Linked DNA regions of Mus musculus: region 1 is linked to region 2. A link is a contact called in public HiChIP or PLAC-seq data. All regions are on one chromosome and are shown on one strand. The core of a region is the stretch at or near the end of the contact, and the rest is flanking DNA. Distances in the headings are between cores, read along the strand shown.

Region 1 (7,116 bases), core at 4,006-6,505, 440 kb after region 2:
TTACGTGGTTTATCATATCGATTGACATTTTAAGGCTGACTTATCCTGGGTTCCAGTAATGAACCCCATGGTGACGATGCACGGCCGTTCACACTGTGAATTGCAGCTCCATTGTCTTGGTTGGGAGTGTTTACAGCAATGCTATAAAGGATAATGGTTTGTGTTTTGTTGTAGCATTTTTGGCTAGCTTTGATTTCAGGGTAAGGCTACTTTATAAAACAAGCTAGAAAGTTGTTCTCTCTCTCACTCTCTTCTTTGCAAAAGAGAAGAATTGGTATCAGTCATTTTTCTGAGTGGAGATTGTGATGGGGGAGAGGCTGGAAAGTGATACAACAGCTAAAAGCACAGGCTGCTCTTCCAGAGAACCAGGTTTGATTCCCAGCTCGCACCTGGTGGCTCACAAACATGTGTAACTCCAGTTCTGGGGGATTTGATGCCCTCTTCTGGCTTCCAAGGGTACTGGGTGCACAGTCACACATTCAGGCATAACACTCAACACACATAATATAAAATAAAAATAAATATAAAAACATAATACTGTAATGGAGTTCATTGGTGGAGTATCAGGTCTTTCTTTTCCAGGTTTGCAATTGCTGATTCAGTCTTGACCATAGCTGTAGGTTTATTCCAATTTCTTAGTTCTTCCGGGCTGAGTCTCAGTAGTGTGGCATGTCTGAGATGCTCTTCCACCTATTCTAGTTATGGAGTTGGCTGGTAGGTATGTAACTGTCCAATGTACTTATATTGTGTGTCTGTGAAACAGGTGGCACTGTCTCCAATTCTAGTTTTGATTTCAGTTATTTGAGGCCTTGCTCCGGCTCCTCTACGGCCTCTCCGCAGGTCCAGAGCACTTTGATGACTGTGAGTATAGTTGTCCTCGTACTTCAGTTAGTATTTGCAGGGAAGGTGTCGTAAAGCTTTCACTTTTAATCTTCTGTCGTTTTGTGTACACAGACAGCACATTATTGGGTCATGTTTTCTTTTTCATTCAGAAAAATGCATTCAAAATAATCGTAGATGATGTGGGACTTAATTCTGTACATTTGCTATTCATTTCTCACATCATTTATAGCATCTGGTCCCTCATTTTCTGACGGACTATCTTCTTCAATTGAATTTTTACAGCAAAAGGTATAGATTTATTATTTTCTTTTGCATATGTTATTTAACTGTTTTATACTGACATCAGATTTGTGTTTAACAGTCCAAACATATTCCATTCTAATTTTGATTTATCCCAACTTAACTTTAATAATATGCATATGCTGCTTTTAATGCCTTTGTCCCTTTGTCTTCAGTTCTTAAATGGCACCAAATTGCATTATATAACTTGTAATTCCAAGAAAATTACAAAATTTTAATCTTAAAGGTTTTAAATCCATTAAATTATTAAGAAGAGTGTATAGTTTATAAACTAAAATTGCAATTATGATAGCATCTAGAGTGATCTTTAACATTTCAAATTATGCAGAAATAAGGTTATAGTTTCACAGCACTGTTATAAGTTGCTTTAATAATTGTAGGTCACACACATCTTTTGAGGTCTGTATGTCTTTGTTGTCTTTGAGTTATGGTTATGACCTTCCATTTTGACCTTCCAGACCTCATTTAGAACTTCTTGCAGGATGAGACTAATGAATTCACTTAACTTTTGTTTCTCTGGGAATGTCTTACCATCTCTCTCACTTTTTTTTTTATTATTACATGTAAGTACACTGTAGCTGTCATCAGACGCACCAGAAGAGGGCATCAGATCTCATTACGGGTGGTTGTGAGCCCCCATGTGGTTGCTGGGATTTGAACTTCGGACCTTTGGAAGAGCAGTCGGGTGCTCTTACCCACTGAGCCATCTCACCAGCCCCCCTCTCTCACTTTTTAAAAACACTTTTTATTTAGTGTGTGTGTGTGTGTGTGTGTGTGTGTGTGTGTGTGTGTGTGTGTGTGTGTGTGTGTATGAAGAGCGTATATGAAGGTCAAAAGACAATTTTCAGGGGTCAGGTCTTTTTTTTTTCACCAGGTGGGTTCCAGGGATTGAACTCAGGTTATCTGGTTGGGTGGCAGGCACCTTTATCTGAGCTGAGTGAGCATTACAGAAGGATAGTTTTGCTGGATATAAGATTCTTGATCAATAGCCATAGCTGGAAAGAACCCAGATGCCCCTCAACAGAGGAATGGATACAAAAAATGTGGTACACTTACACAATGGAGTACTACTCAGCTATTAAAAAGAATGAATTTATGAAATTCCTAGGCAAATGGTTGGAGCTGGAGGGCATCATCCTGAGTGAGGTAACACAATCACAAAAGAACTCAAATGATATGTACTCACTGATAAGTGGATATTAGCCCAGAAACTTAGTATACCTGAGATATAAGAGACAATTTGTAAAACACATGAAACTGAAGAAGAACGAAGACCAAAGTGTGGACACTTTGCCCCTTCTTAGAATTGGAAACAATCACCCATGGAAGGAGTTACAGAGACAAAGTTTGGAGCTGAGACAAAAGGATGGACCATCTAGAGACTGTCATATCCAGGGATCCACCCCATAATTAGCCTCCAAACGATGACACCATTGCATAAACTAGCAAGCGTTTGCTGAAAGGACCCTGATATAGCTGTCTCTTGTGAGACTAGGCCGGGGCCTAGGAAACACATAAGTGGATGCTCACAGTCAGCTATTGGATGGATCACAGGGCCCCCAATGGAGGAGCTAGAGAAAGTATCCAAGGAGCTAAAGAGATCTGCAACCCTGTAGGTGCAACAACATTATGAACTAACCAGTACCCCGGAGCTCTTGACTCTAGCTGCATATGTATCAAAAGATGGCCTAGTCGGCCATCACTGGAAAGAGAGGCCCATTGGACATGCAAACTTTATATGCCCCAGTACAGGGGAACGCCAGAGCCAAAAAGTGGGAATGGGTGGGTAGGGGAGTGGGGGGGGGTATGGGGGACTTTTGGGATAGCATTGGAAATGTAATTGAGGAAAATATGTAATTAAAAAAAAGATTCTTGATCAACAGTTCCTCCTCTTTCTAGAAGGTTGAATTCATCATCAGATCAAAAGCTTCTGATAAGAAATGTCTCATGATCGTATTGAGAGTCCTTTGTAGGTGATCAGTCACTTCTCTCCACCTGCTTTTAAATTTCTCTTTACCACTCTTTTCTGAAAGTTCAGCTGTAACGCATCCTAACGCATCTTTGCGGGCCCTAAGCTCATCACACTTGTAGTTAACTCAGCATCATGGTTCTTTATATTCATGTCCTTCATCAAGTGTGGGAAGCTTTCAGTCATTGCTCTTTAGACATCCTCTCTTCCCCTTTCTCTCTTCCCCTGAGACTCAAACAATGAGTGTATTTCTCTGTTGACTCATGACCTACAGATCCCTTAGGCTCTGAGCACTTTCCTCTAATGTGGCTTATATTCCTCAAACTTGACTATTTCCAATGCCTCACCCTTGAGTTTGCAGATTCTCTTTCTTTCTCATATCTGGTTTCAAAACACTCTAGTAAGATTTTCATTTCATTTATGTATGATTTTTAGCTTCAGCATTTCTTTTCATTTCCTTTTATGTTTTCTATCTTCTTTTCACGGATAAGTTATGATGATCTATTTTCCTCCTTTGAATAGATCATACTTTAATGTTTCTTCATATACTTTGTTATTTTGTTGTTCTTGAAAAAAAAGAAGAGAGAGATAGAGATGGAGACAGAGAGACAGTGACAGAGAAAGCGCAAACTCAGCATTTGAAAACACTACTCTGGAATTCAGATTTTCCCCTTCTTCAGGTGTTGGGTTTCTGGCTTTTAAAATTTTGTCTATTGTAAATGTCACAGGCTATTTCATTTGAAAAAAAATCAGAAGTTTGAAAAGTCAATTCAAAAGCATGGGCCTTTAAATTTTCTGAAAGTCAATAATCAAATAGGGAGGCTCACACAGTGCTGGAGTAGAATAGAGTAAACAAAAATGACTGCCCCTGGCTTGCCTGGAGCACAGATTTCTGTCATTTGATGATCCAGTCTCTTTGATCCAGCAGGCAGCACAAGCTGCCCAGGGCATGTACTCCCAGCTGCCTGGCACAGGGGTGGCGGCGAGAGACAGGTTGGTACTTGTGGTACTATTCTTGGTTGCCAGCTTGAACAATCCAGAAATGTAGGGAACACCTTTAAAAGATTTTCTGCTTGGTTTGAAGTAGGTGGATCCATTTTTAGTCAGGACCTTTGAGGCAGGAAGACTCACACCTTTGATTTGGATCTTGAGTCAAGAAGACACACCTTTAATATGGACTATACTTTCTGTTAGAAGTCTATACAAGGACATAGAGTAAGGAATATTTCTCTTTGCCTGTTTGTCCTCCTCTTGCTAGGACACCCACTGTTTCACTGACATTGGAGTTTACTTCTTTGAGATTCCAAAACAGGTAGAAGACCAGCTGAGACATCCAGCCTTGTGGGACTGAGCAACTACTCTATTCTTGGACTTGCAGCACCCAGCTAGCCATTGTTTAATGAGCTGGTCTGAAGTCTGAAGATCATTCCAATAAATTCGAGAGAGAGAGAGAGGTTCTGTGACTCTAGAAAATCCTGACTAAGACAATACTCATGTTTCAAGATCTTGAATTTACCAAAATTAAATGAAATTTAGCACCCAAACCTTCTCCTGGAAAACTGAGACCTCCATGAGACACCAGAAATCCAAGATGGCTGCACTAGGTGGATTCTGCAAAGGTGATTCCCTAGGTGGGGACACAGATCTCTGGTGCTTCTGTCATTGGCCCAGTTTCCTTTATGTTTCAGGGAATTGTTCCATTTAACTAAGTCCAGCCAAAAAATAGGAATATGTCAAAAATAAAACAGCTCATGTATTTTATAATAAACTGAGTTGGGGTAAATTTAGGAAAATAGCAAGTGTGTGTGTGTGTGTGTGTGTATGTTTGTTTGTTTGTTTGTTTGTTTGTTTATTTAGTGTGTATGATGAATGTGTGCATGCATGCATACATGTGAGCATCTGTACACTTGTCAGTGTATATGTGTATAAATGGAGGTCAGAGGGCAACTGTTCTCTTCTTCCTCTGTACAATCTAGATGAAAGTCAAACTCAAGTCACCAGGTTTATGTGGCAAATACCAGGGAGCCATCTTGATAGCAAAAGTAAATATTTTTATGTGAACTGAGACTAAGATGAGGGGAAAGGCAACTGTGCTCCGGATGACTCATTAGTCTCCTGACTCTGAGAGCAGCCACTGCCTCCTCTCCTTCTCTTCCTTGGCATTGAACCAGCTATGAACAGAGCTGGTTTAAAATCAGATCCAGGAGGAGGAGGAGGAAGAGGAAGTTGCACTTAGATTCAAGAAAAGCCTCTAAGAATATCTGTTCCTTTCGTATGTAGGAAGATGCTGCACGGCACAAATATAAACAAACAAACAAACGGCTTGGTGCCTAAAATCTGAAATGTCAGTTGATAGGTGACTGAGTTTTGTTATTTTGGGAGTAGAATATTTGGGGCATGAGCTTCCAGAGGATGCAGTGATGTTCCAGAGTGTTCTGCTATAAAATGTGCACTGGCTGCTCCATCTGAGCAGTAAATGATACTTTAGAAAATGCTGCTTCTGTGATCTTGGGGAGGCCTGGGGACAGAAGGCTGAGCGGTCAGATGGGAAATCCATATTTGTTATGCCTGATTGTGGGTATGTTCTTGTGGGCAGTACTAGTATGGGGAAAAAACAAAAGAAGATGTTTATAAGCCACTGCAGGAAGTAGCTGAAGGAAAGACTCCGAATCCCTAATATTTATGGAATGCATTTGTTCTTCACAGAGTATCCTGGGCTAAGATGACCAAGACCAACTCCTGACACTAAAACCATAATCCACATAGGAAAACTGTGGTACTAGATTCCACCAGGATCAATGCTTTTCACTCTTTGATATACATGAGAGATTGAAAAGCAGGTAACAGAGAGGGAGAAAGTAACTCTGGTCACACATCTGACTAAAGATGTACTTAGAATCTACTTTAGTAGACTCTTGACTGTAGGTGGTAATCCACCTACTTCCCAGCCTGCTGCTCTCTTACAATGTACTCAATAAAATGCAATTCAAAAAAGAAAAAAAGAGAGGGGAGAGGGGGAAGGCTGGAAGGGAGAAGGGGGAAGAGGGAAGGGGGAAGGGGAGGAAGTGGAGGAGGGGGGAGGAGGAGGGGAGGGGAGGAAGAGGGGAAAGAGGAGGGGGAGAAGAAGGGAGGAGAGGCACACTCAAAACTTATCCCTGAGAAAACAGGTCAATTTCTAAAATGACCAAAATATTTGAACTGTCACTTTGTTAGATGAAAAGATGCTAGTACGATATGTAAAATAAAACCACAGTAGGGTACTAATACAAACACATTAGAATAAATAGGGTAAAATGTAATGGCAACCTTATATCAAGGACTGCTAAGCAAGAAGCGGACGCTTTCTTAGGAGGCTGGTCAGACAGGAAATGATGCTGCCACATGGGCAAATGACTGCTGACAAGTGTCTCATAGAGTTAAACTCAGACTTCTCAGTGTGCCCACGCCTCAATATTTGCCTCAGAGAGACAATGCATCATAGTTATAGAAAACCTCTAGGTAGATATTTGTAGCACTTCATCGTAATCGCTGTCTGTCAGAAACAACCCCCATGTCTTTCTCTCTTCTACATGTACGGATATGGAGGGTGATTTTTCTACCTGCCCTTCATAAGAACCAAATATGTGACCCTGGGGCAGTACATTCCCTTCCCTCAACAGTGAGGAAGAGCAACAATAAATAAAATTCAAAATTCATTCCTACACTACTATGTCTTTTTTTTTCATTTTTAACCAATCCATTTTTTTAATTCTTAAATTCTTGACATTACAGAACTAAAATGAAATTTATTAACATTCTACTCTTACATTTCTTATCGACAAACAGAAAATAAAATCCATGAGCCAAAGAACTCAAACGAAACTAAAAACAGGGAAAAGCTTATAAAACTAAATATGGATCCCAGCATTAACGGCTGAACAGAGAATGTGATTTTTCTTTAAATTCTTAGTGGATGATAAAGTGTAGAAACTGAACACTTACAAACTATTTAAAACCTGAAATCA
Region 2 (7,422 bases), core at 1,002-3,501:
ATGTATTGAGAGGGAGAAATAGACTCTATCACACTAAGGTTTGAGGATCAAGAAGGCTGATCTACACAAGCTCTTAGAATAAATAGTGCCTGATACCTGTGTGCCCCACATAATGTGTACTGCCGTTAACTGTTAGGGTTTTTATTCTCCTTTCTGACAGTGCTGTAGTAGGGATTATATCATAGAGCTACTGTCCTCAAAGTTCCATGAGCCATACTACAGTTCATTCAAGGAAGTAAATACTGATCTTACTTATAAGTAAGGAGTTTTCCCGGTTGACATAGTAAAGGTTAATTTGATCATTTGAACTTAAATTTGACTCAAAAATTTATCCTCTGCCCTTATTCATATAACTATGAATTTTAGCTACTAAGCAAATAAAGTGGCTTTCTTCCTTGTTCGTTTCTCATGTAGAGTGGAAATACTCATCCAGGCTTTTAGGAAGTCAGTCTGAATGAAAATCCCTTGTTGCATGGCCTTTGTTTCATCTCTCAAGATTACCTTGAGATAGTGTGTTTATATTGAAGAGGTAGTTGATTGTGTACAGATTGCTTAGCTTATTTACTGTTGTTTTAATTATATAATTTTTATTTTTGTAGGCAACTTTAGTTCATTTATGCAGAAGGAAATTTTTGAGCAGCCAGAATCTGTTGTGAACACAATGAGAGGAAGAGTCAATTTTGATGACTACACTGGTAATGACATTTTATATTTTGTCATTTAAGTCTCCTGGGGGAGTGCCATTAGCAACCTGACAAATTATTGTCCTTCTTATAGATTTGTGGAACAGCTAAGATTGCCAGGTATCAAAGTGCGATTGCACTGTGTATTGGTTGAGTCAGCTCAGATTTGGGGACAGAAAGTGGGCTGGTGGGGACAGGTGCTGGGGAATGGTGGAGAGTCATGGTCTCCTAGGTAGTTTTCACTGGGTATGTGGGAGAGTTCTAGAGTTGGATAGCAGGGCTGGGGCTCACAGTGTGAATGTGCATAATCCCACTACGAGGTGACAGTCACACACTAGGTTCTTGCTGTGGTTATCAGACCTTGGGCACTTTGCCTGCCTGTCTGTATAATATGTGTACCACATTTGTGCTTGATTCTCTTGGAGATTAGAAGAGGAACTGGAACAGGAGTTTGATATAGTTGGGAGCCATCATGTGTGCTCTGGAAACAGAACCCAAATTCTCTGCAAGAACAGCAAGTGCTCTTAACCATTGAGCCATCTTTCCAGCCCCTAGGTTTCTGTCATAAGTAGCAAAACACGAACTTCTGCAGAGGTCTTTCATGTTTGCACTTTGCTCCATGTTGAAAGCAGAAGTCAGAGAGCAGCTCTGGTCTCTAGAGCACACACCACAGCAGCTTACAGATACCGCATGACTAGACTCTAGTCTCCAACTCATGTCACAGGAGTAGACCATAGCAGAGTTTCTGATGTAGTCTTGCCCTTAATAATTTAATCATATGAATATATAATTAACAATTTAAATAAATGTAAAATATGATCCAAGCACTAGAAAGTGTTTAAAGTTTAGTATTGAATTTAGGAAAGGGATGTTGGGATGAGGGGAAGCCTCGCGATGTAAGAAGGTGTAGGCTTGGAAGATGTAAGTAAGTGGAGGTCAGATGGGAACACTGGGCTGCCTGGAAGAGCATTAGCTGAGGGCATTGGTGTGAAAGCCATGAGGAGGCTTATGCTCTGTTATGCTTATGCTCAGTAGTTTAGGGTATGTCTCAGGTCTAGGATTTGAAGAATTATAAAAGTCAGTTTAGGAAAGTTGGGGAGAGGAACTGTCCTGAGGAGGTGGATGGTGGGCTCAGGGGGCACCTCTGTTATGGAAGCTGATTAGCTTTTAAAGTCTGGGTGCTATCTGGTCTGTAGGTGCCAGGGAAGGGAAAGCCTGGGTTATATATAGCAGTACGATGTCGATCTGTCTGAGCACAGTGAAAAGAGGAAGAATGGGGAGACAGGAGCAATAGGAGTGGGACCGTGAGGACCACATAGATCTGTGAGGGAGGAGACCCAGGGCCAGAGCACAGTGCTCAAAGGATTCGTGGAACTTAAGTCAGGAAAAAGACCTGTTTGCTAAGCGAAGAGAATGAGGCCGACTTTGAGAACTTCATGGTATGCCTTTATTCCTGTGGTTACTGTGTTGTCTTAATCCCTCTGTGCCACATCCTGGGGAACAAAACTAGGACCCTGCATGTGCTATGTGTGTCGTCTCCTTCTGAGTCATACACCAGCGCTGAGACAGCTACTGTGTTTAAAACTCTTACGTGTATTACGTGCATATGAGTTGTCTAATGTAAACAGGATAGGAGTTCTCGGGGACGTCAGAACTGTCAGCTGAATGTTTGCCAAAGGTCACATTGCCAGTCACTCATGGGTGTGTTCCTTCAGTGACGCTCCTGAGGAACCCCACCTCCTAAGCAGTCTTTCTATTTATTTCTTAGTTATGGCTGTGTTGTCAGAGTTAGACTAAAGCATTATCCAGATTATGACATGCTTGGCAGGCTGAGGCAGGAGCAGCAAGAGGCCTGCCTGGGTCTCACACATTGTACATAAGTCATTTCAGACCTTGGGGGACTCCTAGAATTAGCCTAAAAGCCATCAGGGAATTTGCTTGACTAAGTTTAGGAAACATGTCTTAACATGCCTGTTCTTGATCTCCATCTGCAATACTACCTTCTCTGGTAGACTGTCTGCTCTTTTGGGAGGAGGGGTAGGGTGTTATATAGTCCCAAATGGCCTGGAACTCACTTTTGAAGACCAGGCCAGCCTTAGACTCACATATCTCCAGCTGCCTCTTGATTTAAAGGTGCGCCCTCCTCATGTAATTTGTCTGTTTTATATGGAGTATGACTCACCCCAGCCTCCAGGCGTTGTTTTTTTGTTTTTTGTTTTTTTTTCTGTCTTATAGCCATCCATTTGGTTTTGTATGGCTGAGTTTCTGAAGTATATGGCAAGCCAAAGGAAAAGAATCAGTAGAAAATGATGGATAGACAGACAGAACAAAATATCAAAATGTCTAGCAGAAATTGACTGGGAAGGCTTCTGTAACCCAGTCAGTTGGAGTTTAGTCAGGGTAAAATGGTCCCTCAAGTAAGGGGAGGCTTCGGAGTATCAAGAGTGGGCATTGTCAAATTGGGTAGAGCAGAAACAGACCTGGGATGGTGAGGTGGTTCTAACTTTTCAGCTTTTCCTTCCCTCTGCACACACTTGTTTGTTATGGGGAAACAGTAGTAACATCTGTTAGAAATAGTTTTTCCTTGGAGCTGTTCCCATGGCTTTCCTTAGGCTGTTTTTTTCTCGTGCCTATCACAGTGTTTAGAAGGCTATTCTGTCTTCAGATTGGAGAGAACAAACATTCTTGGGCCTGAAATGGTGGGGGGTGGGGGGGTGGGAAAAACCCCATTTCCAGAGGCAGTTTCTCAGTGGATTCAAACAGCACACAGTATTTTACCAATAGAACACACATCATACTTCCTAAAGTGTAGCGCACACCAAGACCTGTGCAAACACTGTACTCTTACACTGTGTTTTGATTAAGAGCAGGCACAGAAGTTAACCTGGAAATGCTCACAGGGGACCTGGAAAACATGAATAGTGTGGTTTATAGTCCAAGTCATTTGGGAAACCAGCAGCAAGTTTTGTTGTTGCTTTGTTTGGTTTCTACTTTGGTGGTGTCTGGGGACTGGGAGGCTAATACATGTGAGCAAGTGTGTCTGTGTGAATGTGGAGGTCAGAGGTCACTGTCGCATGCCTTTCTCAGTACCTTTCACCTTATCTCCTGAACCTGGGGCTTACTGACTGGCTGCACTGGCTGGTCATTGGGCTCCACCTTCCTAATGTTGGGACTTGCCGGTCTCCATCTTCGTAATGCTGGGATTACAGGCACCTGTCATTGTGCCCAACGTTTTATGTGAGTGCTAGAGATCCAAATTAGGTCTTCACACTTGCTGAGAGAATATTGTTGTCACCATCACCATCTTCAGAGATGATCCAATGGATTTCAGTAGGTGGGCAGAGGAGAGATGTCCCAGCAGTCCAAGTGAGGCCAACATTGGAACTGAACTGTTAAGTCAGTAGCCATGGCAAAGACTGAGAGAAAAGAGGGCTTGCATACAAACAGGACTGCAGGATTCTATGCACATCAGTACCACATTAAAAAAAACCTCTCTGGACTGAGGGGTGGCTTGAGGGACCAAAATGCATCACTGTTGCATTAAGGAATGGGAACAGGAACTTCCTCTTGGAGTAGTTTGACCAAGAACCTCAAGTTTGAGTTCTGCTTCTCCATTGTGGCTAGTGGCCTCTTGGCAGCATGTCTGTCCTATAGGACTGATCTGTCTGTCCCTGTTCCTTCTCTGTTGTGTCTGATCTCTCTGTTTGTTGTGTTATCCCTAACAAAAGTTACTTTACTGACTCAGAACACCATTCGGTCATAGAGCTATGTGCACACGTTGCTCCCAACATTTATGTGTTGTTTGTTTTAAGGTTGCTTTCAACCTGTTTGCTGCTCTCAGCAATGATTGCTACAGTACACATGCATTATTCTTCTCGGTCGACCATGGAAGAGTCCATAATCTAAGAGTAAGGCTGTGCATTGAGCCTAAGTTGTAAAGCTGATTGCATGGGAAATCCAACACATAGTAGAGTTGGTTACATTGTTCTCTTAAAGGCAGGTTGGTTAAACAGGCTGAGTATACATAGACTAGCAGGGTGGATGCATAGTCCTACACGATCTCTGCACAATGTAAATGTGGCTGCAGGGTCTGGCAGTAGTTTAGTCTCTTTGAAGACAAGAAGTGCTCTTAGAAAAATAGATTACCATAGTTTGGAGTTTGTAGAAATAAACATAATGTAATTTTCTAGGTAGCTTTATTAGACATAATGAAAACAATCATTTTGTATATTTGATTGTACCTGCCTATGTTCATGTGTTTAGGGAGGGGTGTGTGTGTGTGTGTGTGTGTTTATATTTATATATATATGTGCACTTGCTTGCTTGCTTGTGCTGATGTGGAAGCCAGAGACCAACCTTGGGTGTTGTTTCTCAGGCTTATTCCACCCTGTTTTGTTTGTTTTTTTAGATAGGGTCTTTCACTGAGACTTGGCATTTGTGGATTAGACTGGCATGGCTGGCGGTGAGCCCCAGGGATCCTTCTGCCTACTCTTCCCAGAGCTAGGATTATAAGCACTCTCCATCATCCTCAGCCTTTTAAATGGGTTCCGGGGGTCAAACTCATGCGTGTGTGACAAGCATTTATGGGTTAGCCTATCTTCCCAGCCTTACTTTATCATTTATCTTCTTCCATTGGTTGTTTTGTGTATGTGTGTGGGTACATATGTGATAGTACACATTACATATATATGTGTGATAGTATATAGGGAGAGGTCAGAGCACAGCTTGCCGGAGTTGTTTCTCTCCTTTGCCGTGTGGGTCCTGGGTAAAGTGAGGCCATCAGGGTTGGCCGCCTTTACTTGCTAAGTCATCTCGCCTACACACATTCATCATTTTAAGAACATTATTTTTCAAAAAGGCTTCCTTATTTTTATTTTGAGTGAGTGTTTTGCCTGTATGTAGGTATGTGCACCATGTGCATGCCTGTGCCTGAAAAAGGTGTTAGATTGTCTGGGACTGGAGTTACAGATGCTTGTGAACTGCTGTGTGGGGACTGGGGACTGAACTTATTTGTATCCTGTGCAAGAGCAGCAAGTCCTCTAGACCACTGAGCCATCTCTCCAGCCCCAAATTCATCATTCTAAATGTAACATTCTGTTATAATTTTTTTCTGAGACAGGATCTTGCTGTGTTGCCCAGGTTACTTTATCTTGAACTCCGAGTGTCAGTGACTCTGTTGTCTCAGCTTCCTGATAAGATTCTGGGTTTGATAGACCTCTGTAACAGCCATAATCTTATCTTCAACAGAGGCATGACACACAACAGATCCTCATTCGGGAAACTTCCTTATGCCCTCTTGTCATCCTCTCTCCAGATCCAGCTTTCAGTGCCTACTGACCCGCTGCTTCTGTCCCCATAATTTTCCTTTGAGGTCGTCTTTAATGTAGAGAGAGGAATGAAAAGTGACTCAAAGTAGAGCCCATGCCTGTCTGTACGCCTTGGTGGGTGGGTGAGGTGAGTGCAGATGGGGGAGGGTCCAGTTCCAAAAAGGAATATGAATTACTTAAAACAGTATTATTAATTTTTCACATCGACAATGGAGACTGATGAAAAGTGATTCCCTGTTTTATATTGATCTTTCCTAAGTAATTATATACACACATTTCTATTTCAGTGAATTTGGGAGGTTTGAAAGATCACATTAAGGAGATCCAGCGGTGTCGGCGGTTGATTCTTATTGCTTGTGGCACAAGTTACCACGCTGGTGTGGCAGTAAGTGGCCCCTTCACATTTCAGTTCTGTTGGGTTGAAATCAGGATATCTGCATGTCAGTCCTATTCTAGTAACCTCTAAAAGCTGAAATCTGTGAAAGGGACTTACGTTGGTTGTCAGTAAAGAAACTGGGACATGTTGGCCTCTTAATAAATTGCATTAGCTGTAGTTACTTTATAAGGAGGCAGGTTAAACCCTGGCCTGTGTAGGTCTCTTACTTTAAGATCAATTTCCAAAGTTGATGATAATAATTTTTTATTTGCTGCAACACAAAATATTTATTTTTTACCCCGAGAGCTTTTTTTCCCTAAGGGTTTCTCTGTGTAACCCTGGCTGTCCTGGGTGACCTGGAATTCACTTTGTAGACCAGGATGGCCTGGGAATCACATCCCCTTGCCTCTGTAGGCGAGGGCCACCACACCAATCATTTATTGAATGTGTGAAATATCTGGTTACCAGCTTCACATGTCAGCAAGCTGTGCTTTTCCAGAGATCCTCTCCCCAAACACTTCTTGGTCTGAGAAGGCGGCATTTCATAAGCGTGAAGAGAGAGTAAGTTAAAGACGCTAGTGAGAGCTTAAGGAAGGTGTGGATGAGGTCAACTCTGTAACGTCCATTTGTGACCAGGTTTCCTACTCAGAAGAAAGCATTTGATTCCTGCTGCATTCAGCTCTGATCCTCAATTTGAGTATAAAATATTGCTATGTTAGAATTCTCTGAATCATTTGTCTTCTCTAAGGGAGAGATTTCATAAGGGATCTATGTGCCAAAATTAATGAAAGCACGTAAGAAATCTCTTGTGAGTAGCCTATGAAATAGTGCTGTTTATTCTACTCATCCTAGACTGAATGTTTACTTTCATGATATAGTCAAGAGCGAGTGACAGGCACATGTCTTCTTTCAGTGTGTCTGTACCCGATTAGTAACAACTGCCTACGCTCAAGTTGGTCTGAAACCAGCACGCTTTCCAGAGTTTAACTGCCTCGTGGGCTTTCGGGTCATAGAATGGCATTTGCAGCATAAATAG

What was found. HiChIP or PLAC-seq counts read pairs in DNA pulled down with a chosen protein or histone mark.
Region 1: an H3K27ac HiChIP or PLAC-seq map of microglia shows a contact between it and region 2, with 6 times the contacts expected there. The contact joins two enhancer-like sites. A contact is called at or near these places in 1 of 39 promoter capture datasets (second pharyngeal arch cranial neural crest), 1 of 115 datasets of contacts at active chromatin or transcription factors (microglia) and 2 of 9 other capture datasets (embryonic stem cells and pancreatic islet).

The regions. Positions count from the first base shown.
Region 1 is chr6:87,505,941-87,513,056 of GRCm38.p6, forward strand. All of the region lies in intron 1 of Arhgap25 (Rho GTPase activating protein 25), which reads right to left. Among named protein-coding and RNA genes, the nearest start is that of Arhgap25, 24 kb to the right of the region's middle. Within about 2 kb of position 5,256, at least 46 of the 459 cell types and tissues checked have an H3K27ac peak or open chromatin away from gene starts, as enhancers often do. A contact at or near this core is called in microglia, where this site is marked.
Region 2 is chr6:87,067,085-87,074,506 of GRCm38.p6, forward strand. It overlaps Gfpt1 (glutamine fructose-6-phosphate transaminase 1), which reads left to right. Exons shown (of 19, transcript NM_013528.3): 11 at 600-695; 12 at 6,298-6,395. Among named protein-coding and RNA genes, the nearest start is that of Gfpt1, 28 kb to the left of the region's middle. Within about 2 kb of position 2,252, at least 93 of the 459 cell types and tissues checked have an H3K27ac peak or open chromatin away from gene starts, as enhancers often do. A contact at or near this core is called in microglia, where this site is marked.